2 separate regions of the Mus musculus genome follow, and region 2 is linked to region 1. A link is a contact called in public promoter capture Hi-C data. All regions are on one chromosome and are shown on one strand. Each heading gives the region's core, a stretch centred on a gene start, on an enhancer-like site or on the middle of the called end of the contact. The rest is flanking DNA. Distances are from core to core; before and after follow the strand shown. Region 1 holds the start of Zfp983 (zinc finger protein 983). Region 2 holds the start of Cldn9 (claudin 9).

What was found. Promoter capture Hi-C pulls out the DNA fragments that hold promoters and counts their contacts.
Region 2: a contact with region 1 is called in a promoter capture Hi-C map of hippocampal neurons, with 5 times the contacts expected there. The contact joins the promoter of Cldn9 here to the promoter of Zfp983 in region 1. A contact is called at or near these places in 2 of 39 promoter capture datasets (hippocampal neurons and pre-B cells).

What each region holds. Positions count from the first base shown.
Region 1 is chr17:21,648,286-21,652,811 of GRCm38.p6, forward strand. Zfp983 (zinc finger protein 983) reads left to right here and starts at 2,326. Exons shown (of 7, transcript NM_001357098.1): 1 at 2,326-2,587; 2 at 3,518-3,660; 3 at 3,982-4,060.
Region 2 is chr17:23,681,614-23,686,139 of GRCm38.p6, forward strand. It overlaps Cldn9 (claudin 9), which reads right to left and starts at 2,413. Exons shown (of 1, transcript NM_020293.3): 1 at 971-2,413. The coding sequence starts at 2,036. The coding sequence ends at 1,383. Cldn6 (claudin 6) reads left to right here. Exons shown (of 3, transcript NM_018777.4): 3 at 1-833. The coding sequence ends at 110.

The sequences.
Region 1 (4,526 bases), core at 1,076-3,575:
AAAGAAGATGCCTTGGGTTAGATGAATAATGAGACAGTGGTCACGAGGACGGACCAATTGGATAAGAGTAGCCAAGGAGAAAGGTGGCAAATTATATCACGGAGGTATTGACAGAAAATAAACAAAATTCCTTAGAGGGTTGATATCTGCTCAGCTCTAATGCTTTAAAGCTTATTATAAATATAAAGGTTTTGTGTTTTTTATTTGGGAAGTAAATGATCTAAGGCAAGGTAGAAACTCCCAATTAATATTTACTACAACATTTGGAAAACCAACATGTGACACAAACTTCCTTTAATCTAAATTATTTCAGTTTTGCAGATAAAAGGCATGTTATCCCTTTAAGATAAAAGCCATGATGGCAGCTAGGAACGAAAGAGAAATGATTCCTTGCCAATGTTGGGTTTTCCCCTAGCTATGTGGTCAGGGTTCCGAGTACAGGTTAGAATGCATGCTGTTTTGCTGAGCGTGATTCCAGGGTTTCATATCTCAGGCTAAGAAAGAAAGAGCTGTGCCCCCCAGAGCTGACAGCGGGCCAGGCAGCAGAGACCATGGGCTACAAATCATAGGCTTGAACGCCAGCCCTTTCCTAGACACTGCCTCTGAACCATAGCTTTTTAAGCTGGGGACTGATGTTTGCCTAGTCAGGGGTTCGGGGGTTGGAGGTGCAAGGCTAAATGCCTCTGCTGTGCAGTTAGTCCATCAATCACTCTAAGAGCTGGCTGCATGCCTCCTGTAGCCAATAGTTACAGTGAGTCACCAAAGTCTCCATAAAATGTGGGGCTCCCACAGGGAGACTAATGACAACTCCTGACTCTTGATATTAGCTCTTTCTAAAGCAGATAATGAGTCCAGCATGGTGGCACATGTCTGTAACCTTAGCATGCTAGAGCCAGAGTAGGTTCATCTCAGTGAATTCAAGGCCAACTTATCTTGCAAAACAACAACAAAGTCAACAAAAACAAAAATCCCATAAGATACTGATGCTACCAAGCAATAAATTACAGACTGATGTAATCATTTAAACTGTTGCCTTTAAAAACAGGTTTACATGGCAAAATCCTGTCCTGAATGAATGAATGAATGAATCCTCCCAATCTTTCTATTATTAACTATTTTACACTCACATATACATGTATATACACACAGAATGTGTGTGTGCATTTGTGCGCTCACATCAAATACTGCCCACTCTCATCTCCTACCTCTCCACTATCCTGGTTCACAATTCCAACAGTCACTCTACTGTGTCCATATCTATTCATATTGCTTGTGATCCACTGAGATGAACCAGAGCCATTTGTGAGACTGTGGGTTTGGAGCCTGATGTGTGCTGGACCCTGATATGCTAAAGGCACATCACTCTTCTAGAATCTATGAATCTATCCATAGTCAACATCTGAGAGGTTGTGTGTGCCATTCCCTAACCTACACTGACTGTGGTCTTGTGTGAGGCCAGTGCACATAAAGACAGCTGCTGTTGGTTACTGATTACAATAGTTGTATGGTCTGGAGAATGCTGTGTCGTGTCTTAGCCTTTCCCCTCCTTTTTCCCTTCTTATTTCCTAACCACCTCTTCTTCCTTGGTGGTGTCCCCAGAGGTAGAGATTGATGGTGTAGCTGACGGCTTAAGTTTTACTTATTTTCTCTATCAGGATAGTCAAGAGTCTCTGCACCCATCACTCTATTAAAAAAGGAAGGAAAGAAGGAAGGAAGGAACGACAGAAGGAAGAAATTCTATATTTTCTCTCAAAGGACTTTAAGTATGAGTCATAGAAGGCTAATGTCTTTCTGAGTTAGTGAACTGGCAAGTCTGCCTTCTTGTGGTGAAAGCAGTACACTGCGGGGTGAATTCTGCCTTGGGCTGGTAGCAAAAGCTACCAGATCTCTGACTTAAGTTCTTTAAATGTCTCTCCCTAAGTCAGAATTTCAGTATTTTGGCTTCTCATGTTTGTGTGTTGGGATGGGAGAGCCTGTTGCTGTTTGGTATGAACTATGTAGCCCAGAGGCTGGTTGTCAAGTCCAGGTGTCAGGCTATCTTGGATATAAAGGGTTCAAAACTCACTGTGTGTGTCAAACATTGGGTGCACAGCCTCCTAGCAGGTCCACTTCTCACTTCTGGTCTAGGCTGGCAGCAAGCATGAGGGGAGACTGTTCAGCCTGACATCTGGAGCTGTGTGGAAGGCAGCTTGACACAGAATGGGAGGGAGCTATCTCCGTAAGGCGGGGCCACTTACCCGGAAACAGAGGGTGTGAGGATGTGGCCTGTTGAGGCGGGTGTGTGATGTAGAAAAGTGTTCAGAGTGGGAGGAGTTAGGGGGTGACGTAAACGGAAGCTGGGAACCGGCTGATGAGGCCTGGGTAGTTGTACTGAGAGCCAAAGCCTGAGTGTCAATGACCTGTTCAGGTGCAGAGCAAGCAGGCCTGCACCGTGGGGAATCATGTGGTGCAGACCTGGGGTCAGAACACAGGGTGGACTTCGGGGAAGGTAAAACTCGGGGCTGACGTGGGCGCCGCGCGGGGAATGGTGGGGAAGTCTGCAGTGCAGCAGCTGGACCCGCCTCCCTACCGCCCTGGATCCTCCCAGGTCAGAGAAGCTGAGGGGCTGGGAAAGGGGAGGGAGGGGACCAGGCTGTGATCAGTTTCTCTGCTGTTCCTAAGGAAGCAAGCTCTGAAGTTTTGCTGTGGGTTTCTTCCCTTGTCAACACAATTTTAGGTCATATGAACTGAAGTAATCCTGATTTGTTTTTTATTGTTCACCTGATTGCCAAAATATTCATAGTAGAGTGGTCTAGGAGAATATTTGAATTTATCTTTTGATGCTTGCAAAACAGTTCTCTTTATTTAGGTGAAAAGGACAAAGCTCTTGGAATTTACATTCATCCATGCTAACTCCCTTGTTATACCCGTGAACATACTTGGTGACTTGGCATCTGCTGAGAGCTTTTAGACAGCAGTCATGAAAGGAGTGGCTGCAAATGTAATTGAATCCAAAAGCATATTTTTTTGCGAGTTTCATAGATATGGTTTTAACCATTAACATTTAAAAGTAAACTCTATACCCACCATTACCTTTCCTTCGGAGACATGCACTCCCTGATGTAAATGCAATATTCTGCTATAAATGCACCAGGCTTGTTGGCATGCATCTTTAATCCCAGCATGGGGGAGGGAGGACAGAGGCAGGCAGATCAAAGAGTTGGAGACCAGCCTGGTCTGCTTGGTGAGGTCAGGATAGCCAGAGCTACATGATGAGCTCCTGTCTCAACAACAACAAAAAACAAAAGGACAGAAAGAAAGAAAGAAAGAAAAGAAAATCGTGTTTTTGTGCTGAGTTCCTAGAACCTGGAAAGGCACAGTAGGCTATTTGAGGGTATAGGTCACAGTATTTTCACAGTTTGCGCATTATAAACCAGGTGGTATTGGCACACGCCTTTAATCCCTACATTTGGGACTAAAGGTGTGCACCAGGACAAGGACTTAAACTGCTGTTTTGTATTTTGTGGTCATTTCTCAGCCACTGGTGTGACTGTGGACTTCCAGAAGAACAGGCAGTGTCAGGACCCTTCTGGGAAGGCCTTGTTGCAGAATTTCAGCACTCTGGTTTGTGTGGGTGAGAACAGTTTGCTTCCAGCCTCCCTTGTTCCTCCTCAGGAAGAGGCAAGTTATTCTGCAATTGTGAGATCTTTGACAGTGTAAAGCTTCCATCCTTTTTTAGTCCATAATAAATTCAGAACCTCTCTAGTGTATCATATTCTCATCCCAGTCATTCAGTTCCATTTGTGCCCCTGAGACTTGACTGAGCTGTGACTGAAAGTGAGGTTCAAGTTACACTAACTGAAAATGCTTCCTAAATATTTTCAGTATTCTGACACTGCATGAGAATTGGGGGATCGCCGTAGAATTTTCTTTTTATCTCCTGAGCACAGTGCTGTGCCAGAAATGAAGGTGCTTGCTAAATACTCTTTTTCTCATGTGCAGGGTTCACTGATCACCCAGACCTGCTTATCTGTGGAAACCTAGAAGGTGGAGAGGGAGGAGACAGTACCTAAGGATCCAGGTATGTTGGAGGATTGGTGAAAGGATGGCAAGGGATTCAAGTGAATGTGGAAGTGGGACATGAAATCAGTTTTGCCACTTTCTGTTTCACTAGAAATAATTCTGGAGACTTCCACTGAGACAAAATCACCTCAGAATTGTCCTACAATTCTTCCTACACAAAAATTGAATGCTAGGAGGCAAATAAAATTTATTTGATTGTGCATGTGAGTGATGTTATGTAGAGTCCAAAATAAAGTTCAAGACCACCCAGCCCCTTCTCCCCTGAAGGGACGTTCAGAACCATAGCGGTCAAAATGACTAAGTCTGCAGCTGCCAAACCAAAATGAGCTGTTCTCAGAAAAATAACCATAACAAGATAGCAGTTCCCAGAGAAAGTCCCCTACCCTGACCCACACTAAATTCTAAGAAAGACCACAAACCACCCTGACCTTGTCCCTGAAATTCCCCTGACTCTGATAGCCATG
Region 2 (4,526 bases), core at 1,163-3,662, 2.0 Mb after region 1:
CCTGCTCTTCTGGAGGGACCCAGGGACCCAGACATTACATGGCCTGCTATTCTACATCTGTCCCACATTCTCGGGGACCCTCCGAATATCCCACCAAGAATTATGTGTGATGCTCACTGGGGAGTGAGGCTCTGCTAGCCAGGGAACCTGAGCTGAGCCATCAAGAAAGGTTACGGAGTAGTTTGGGGGTTGTCTTATTTCTTGTTTTTCTTTTGTACTACTGGGTATTGAACCTGGGGCCCCACGCATTTGGTAGGCAAGCACTCACCAGTGAGTCATGTGGTGCCCTGTCTGTCCCTAGGGTTTGTTCCACCTGTTTTTGAGACAAGCTCTTCTCATGGAGCTCTGATCGACCTCCAGCTCCAGTTTTCCTGCCTCAACCTGAGTCCAAGCTCCACCTCTCTCTCTGCTGCTGGCATTTCTCACTTTTAGCTACTGAGGCTGGGAGGATGGGACACTTGAGTTTCTGCGTCATTATTCATTCTGGGGATCTTCTGTGCAGTGTTCTAAGGCTGCCTGGCCTTTGTTTTTCTCAAAATATCCTGTCCCAGTCCCAAGAGTTCCTGCTGTGGCCGGAGGTAACTCACAGGACAGACGCACCCCTTCCTGGTCAGACTTCTCTCCAGCCCTGGAAGGGCAGGTGATAAGTTACCAAGGAATTTTCTACCCTGAGACTTCCAACCTTTGGCCCCTGAATCCCATCGCCAAGGTTACTGTGTACTCTCCCTACAAAAGGTCCCAGCTGTGCTGTAGACCCTCCTCCCCCACACCTTGCACACTTCCCTGCTCACACAATGCTTTACTAAATAAAACATGATTTTTTTTTCTTACAATGTGTCTGATGTCTCTTGGTGTTCAGTACAAGCCTCGCTAGAGTTAGAAGGCGTTAATGGTCTAAGCAAGCTGCTCACTGGTTGGAGACCTCTCCCCCCACAGTATACACACCCTCTTTTCACAGACCAGAGGAGGCTCAGTTACAATGTGCTTTTATTCACAGGTAGGGTAGGGGGCTGAGTAACTTGGATTCAGGTGGTGCTTGGGCTAGACTTGACCAGCTAAAGCCTCAGTATTAGGTCACAGTCCACATCTTACTTTGAAGGCAAGGAGGCTGAGGTCCAGGTTCCAGAGTAAGAAAGTCCAGGAGAGCAAACCACAGCAAAATCCTGGGAGGCAGCGATAAGCAGGGTACCCAGTAACTGGAGCTTTCTCAAGGTTGCAACCACTACAGAGGGTTAGCTCAAGCCAGACCAGCTGAGATCCCCTAAGAGCCAAGTCCTGGCCAATAAGTGAGCTTCGCAGGCGCATGGATTTGATGATATAAGGATGTAGCCCAATGCAGGGCATGAAGCCGCAGGTGGAAGCTTCTGGAAGAAGCCTCAGCCTCACACATAGTCCCTCTTATCCAGTCCCGAAGCACCTGAACGGGAAGGGATGGAGTAGCCCAGCCTGGGGCCGCGGGGACGCTCAAAGTGTGACGGGGGACACGTACAGCAGAGGAGCCCTCCCCCTAGCATGAGCAGGGCAGCGGCAGCCCAGCCCAGGTAGAGGGAAGCCCCCAGTTCTCTCTTGAGGGCTTCCGCAACCAGTGGGTTATAAAAATCCTGGATGATGGCATGGGCTGTCCAGCAGACAGGGATGAGCACCAAAATGCCCGAGAGGAGGAGGAGGACCCCTGCGGTGAGTACGATACGGGCCTTGGCACCTTCGTCCTCCACACACGTGGTGCACTGGGCGCCCGTGATAGCCACCAGCAGGCCCAGCAAAGCCAGCAGGAGGGCCACGACACAGAGGGCTCTGGCTGCCTGCAGGTCCTGGGGCAGCGCCAGCAGTGAGTCGTATACTTTGCACTGCATCTGGCCAGTGCTCTGGACCACACAGGACATCCACAGCCCCTCCCATACCACTTGGGCCACAACGATGCTGTTGCCGATGAAGGCGGTCACCTTCCACAGTGGCAGGGCACAGGACACCAAAGTTCCTAGCCAGCCTAGCACAGCCAGGGTCATGCCGAGGAGTTCAAGGCCAGTGGAAGCCATCTGCTCCTCGGGTCTTCTCAGCTCTTGGCCTGAATCACTCAATAGGGTTGGGAGCACTGTGTTGGAGTTCGGGTGCGTCTCACTGCTCAGGAGGGGGATCTGTTGATCTCAGACCAGGCCAGACCTCACAGCTGCGGGCCTCTCACACATCTGGTACTCACTGAATACGAAGAAGTCCTTAGGTCCCGCTCATCTGTATTGCTTGTGTCCTCCTGGAAGCCTTCACCCATTACAGCCCCTCCAGATCTGCCATGAACTAGGAACAACCGCGTTCCTCTCTGCTGGCTGCTCACGTACTTTCTTGGTTGAAGTCTTCTCTCAGCTGGTATACAGCTTGTCTCAAAACAGGGAACCGTGAGGTGCCACTTGGGACGTCTGAGGGCGCTGGCTGCAGGCGGGGTTTTAAGGCCTAGGCAGGGGAGGAGCCCAGCAAGAGACCTGGAGGCTGCTATTGGGTAGCATAAACCGGAGCAATGGTGAAAAGGGGATGGATGGGGGCCCTCGGGGTTAGTTAGGGTCTGGTGCCAAGACCAAATGGAAACTCAAGAACAAAGAAATTCCAGGAAGATGGGACAAACAGAAAAGAGGAGAGAGAAGTCTGTTAATTGCCTTGGAATGGACAGAGGAGCTCTCAGCCTGAGACTGCCCCCTCTTTGCCACCCCTCTAATTCACTCTGTCTTGGTGGGGTAAATACTGCCCCCCTTATCCATCATTATATCCCCTCCCCTTCCCCCATCCTTTCAGGACTCTGGAATCTGATCTGTCTCCAGTCTCAGCTCAATAACCCTGGCAGTTCCTAGGGAAGGGGCCCCGCCTACAGTTTCCCAGACAACAGGTGCCTGGCGCCCAGCTCAGGTGGCATTACCAGGGCAACAGCCTAGAAAACTATCCCCTCCACCCCTCACACATACACATGCACACGATTCTACCCCAGCTCAGGTGTTTCCACTCCGCCCCCACTGCCGAAACTAGGGGAATGAGCTGAGCGGCTGAAGGTCTCTAGTGGCCTGGTGATAAAGAGCCTTTTGTGGAGATGGGGAGGGGCAGAAAGAGGCCTGAAGCAAGAAGGGACAAGGGAGACCCTGAGCAAAAGTCACATGAATAGCCAGCCAAGACCAGATGTCACAGAGGTGGGCAAAGAAGCAAGGCCCAGAGGGTTAGAACGTCCCTGAGCCCTTACTTCCAGTCCACAGAAAACACTCATGAAAGTCTCCACCTCAGAGTACTACTGCCTGCCTGCAGCTCAAATTCTGATTCTAGAGTGGTCAGGGAGGGCCAGGCGTCTTAACCTATTTGGATCAGAGACTCGGTTGAGAAAACTTAAAGAGTTTGTATGGGATGCTTGGAACAGAGAACTTAACAAATGAGCTCTCAACCAATATATGCATATTTCAGTAAGTCATGAACAATTCCTTCCAGGGGCTTTTTTTTTGGGGGGGGGGGTGAGGGTCTCTTCATAGCACTGTCTAGCCTGGATCTCATTATATAGACCTGGTTGACCTTGAACTCAGAAATCTGCCTTCCTCTGCCTCCTGAGGGCTAAATTAAAGGTGTCTTGCCACCGTGCCCGGCTGCTTTTTTTTTTTTTTCTTCCCAAAACAAGGTTTCTCAAACTCAGAAATCCACCTGCCTCTGCCTCCCAAGTGTTAGGATTAAAGGCCACTGTCACGCCCAGCTAAAATATATTTTTAAAGACTTTATGTGAGTACACTGTCACCGTCTTCAGACGCAGCAGAAGAGGGAATTGGAACCCATTACAGATGGCTGAGTCACCATGCGGCTGCTGGGATTTGAACTCAGGACCTCTGGAAGAGCAGTCAGTGCTCTTAACTGCTGAGCCATCTCTCTAGACCCAAGGGCTATTATTTAAAAGACAAAAACTGCCATGCAGGCATGGTGACACATACATACCACTCAGGAGGCAGAGATGGGTGGGTATCTGTGAGCTCAAGGTTAGACTGATCTACATAGTGAGCTGCAGGATTCCAAGACAGCCAGGGCAATTACAGGGTCAACTACATAAATAAAAAGAGAAAGAAAAAAGAAAAAAAAAAGTAGCTGGGCTACTTTAACCTCATCTTTAACCCCAGCACTCGGGAGGCAGAGGCAGGGAGACTGCTGAGTTCAAGGTCAGCCAGGACTACATAGAAAAACCCTGTCTCAAAAAAAAAAATTAATATACTCCCAATGGCACTTATGCAAGCATCCACAGGCAAGTGCACATGTGTGTGTGTGTGTGTGTGTGTGTGTGTGCATGTATGTGTGTTGTACAAAAGTGTAGGGCTACACAGTGAAACTCTTATCTTTTTTAAAAAAAGGAAGAGGGTAGAGCTAGAGAAACAGCTCAGCAGTTAAGAGTGATTGCTGCCTGTATTAGTCAGGGTTCTCTAGAGTCACAGAACTTATGGATAGTCTCTAGATAATAAAGGAATTTATTGATGACTTACAGTCGGCAGCTCAATTCCCAACAATCGTTCAGTCACAGCTGT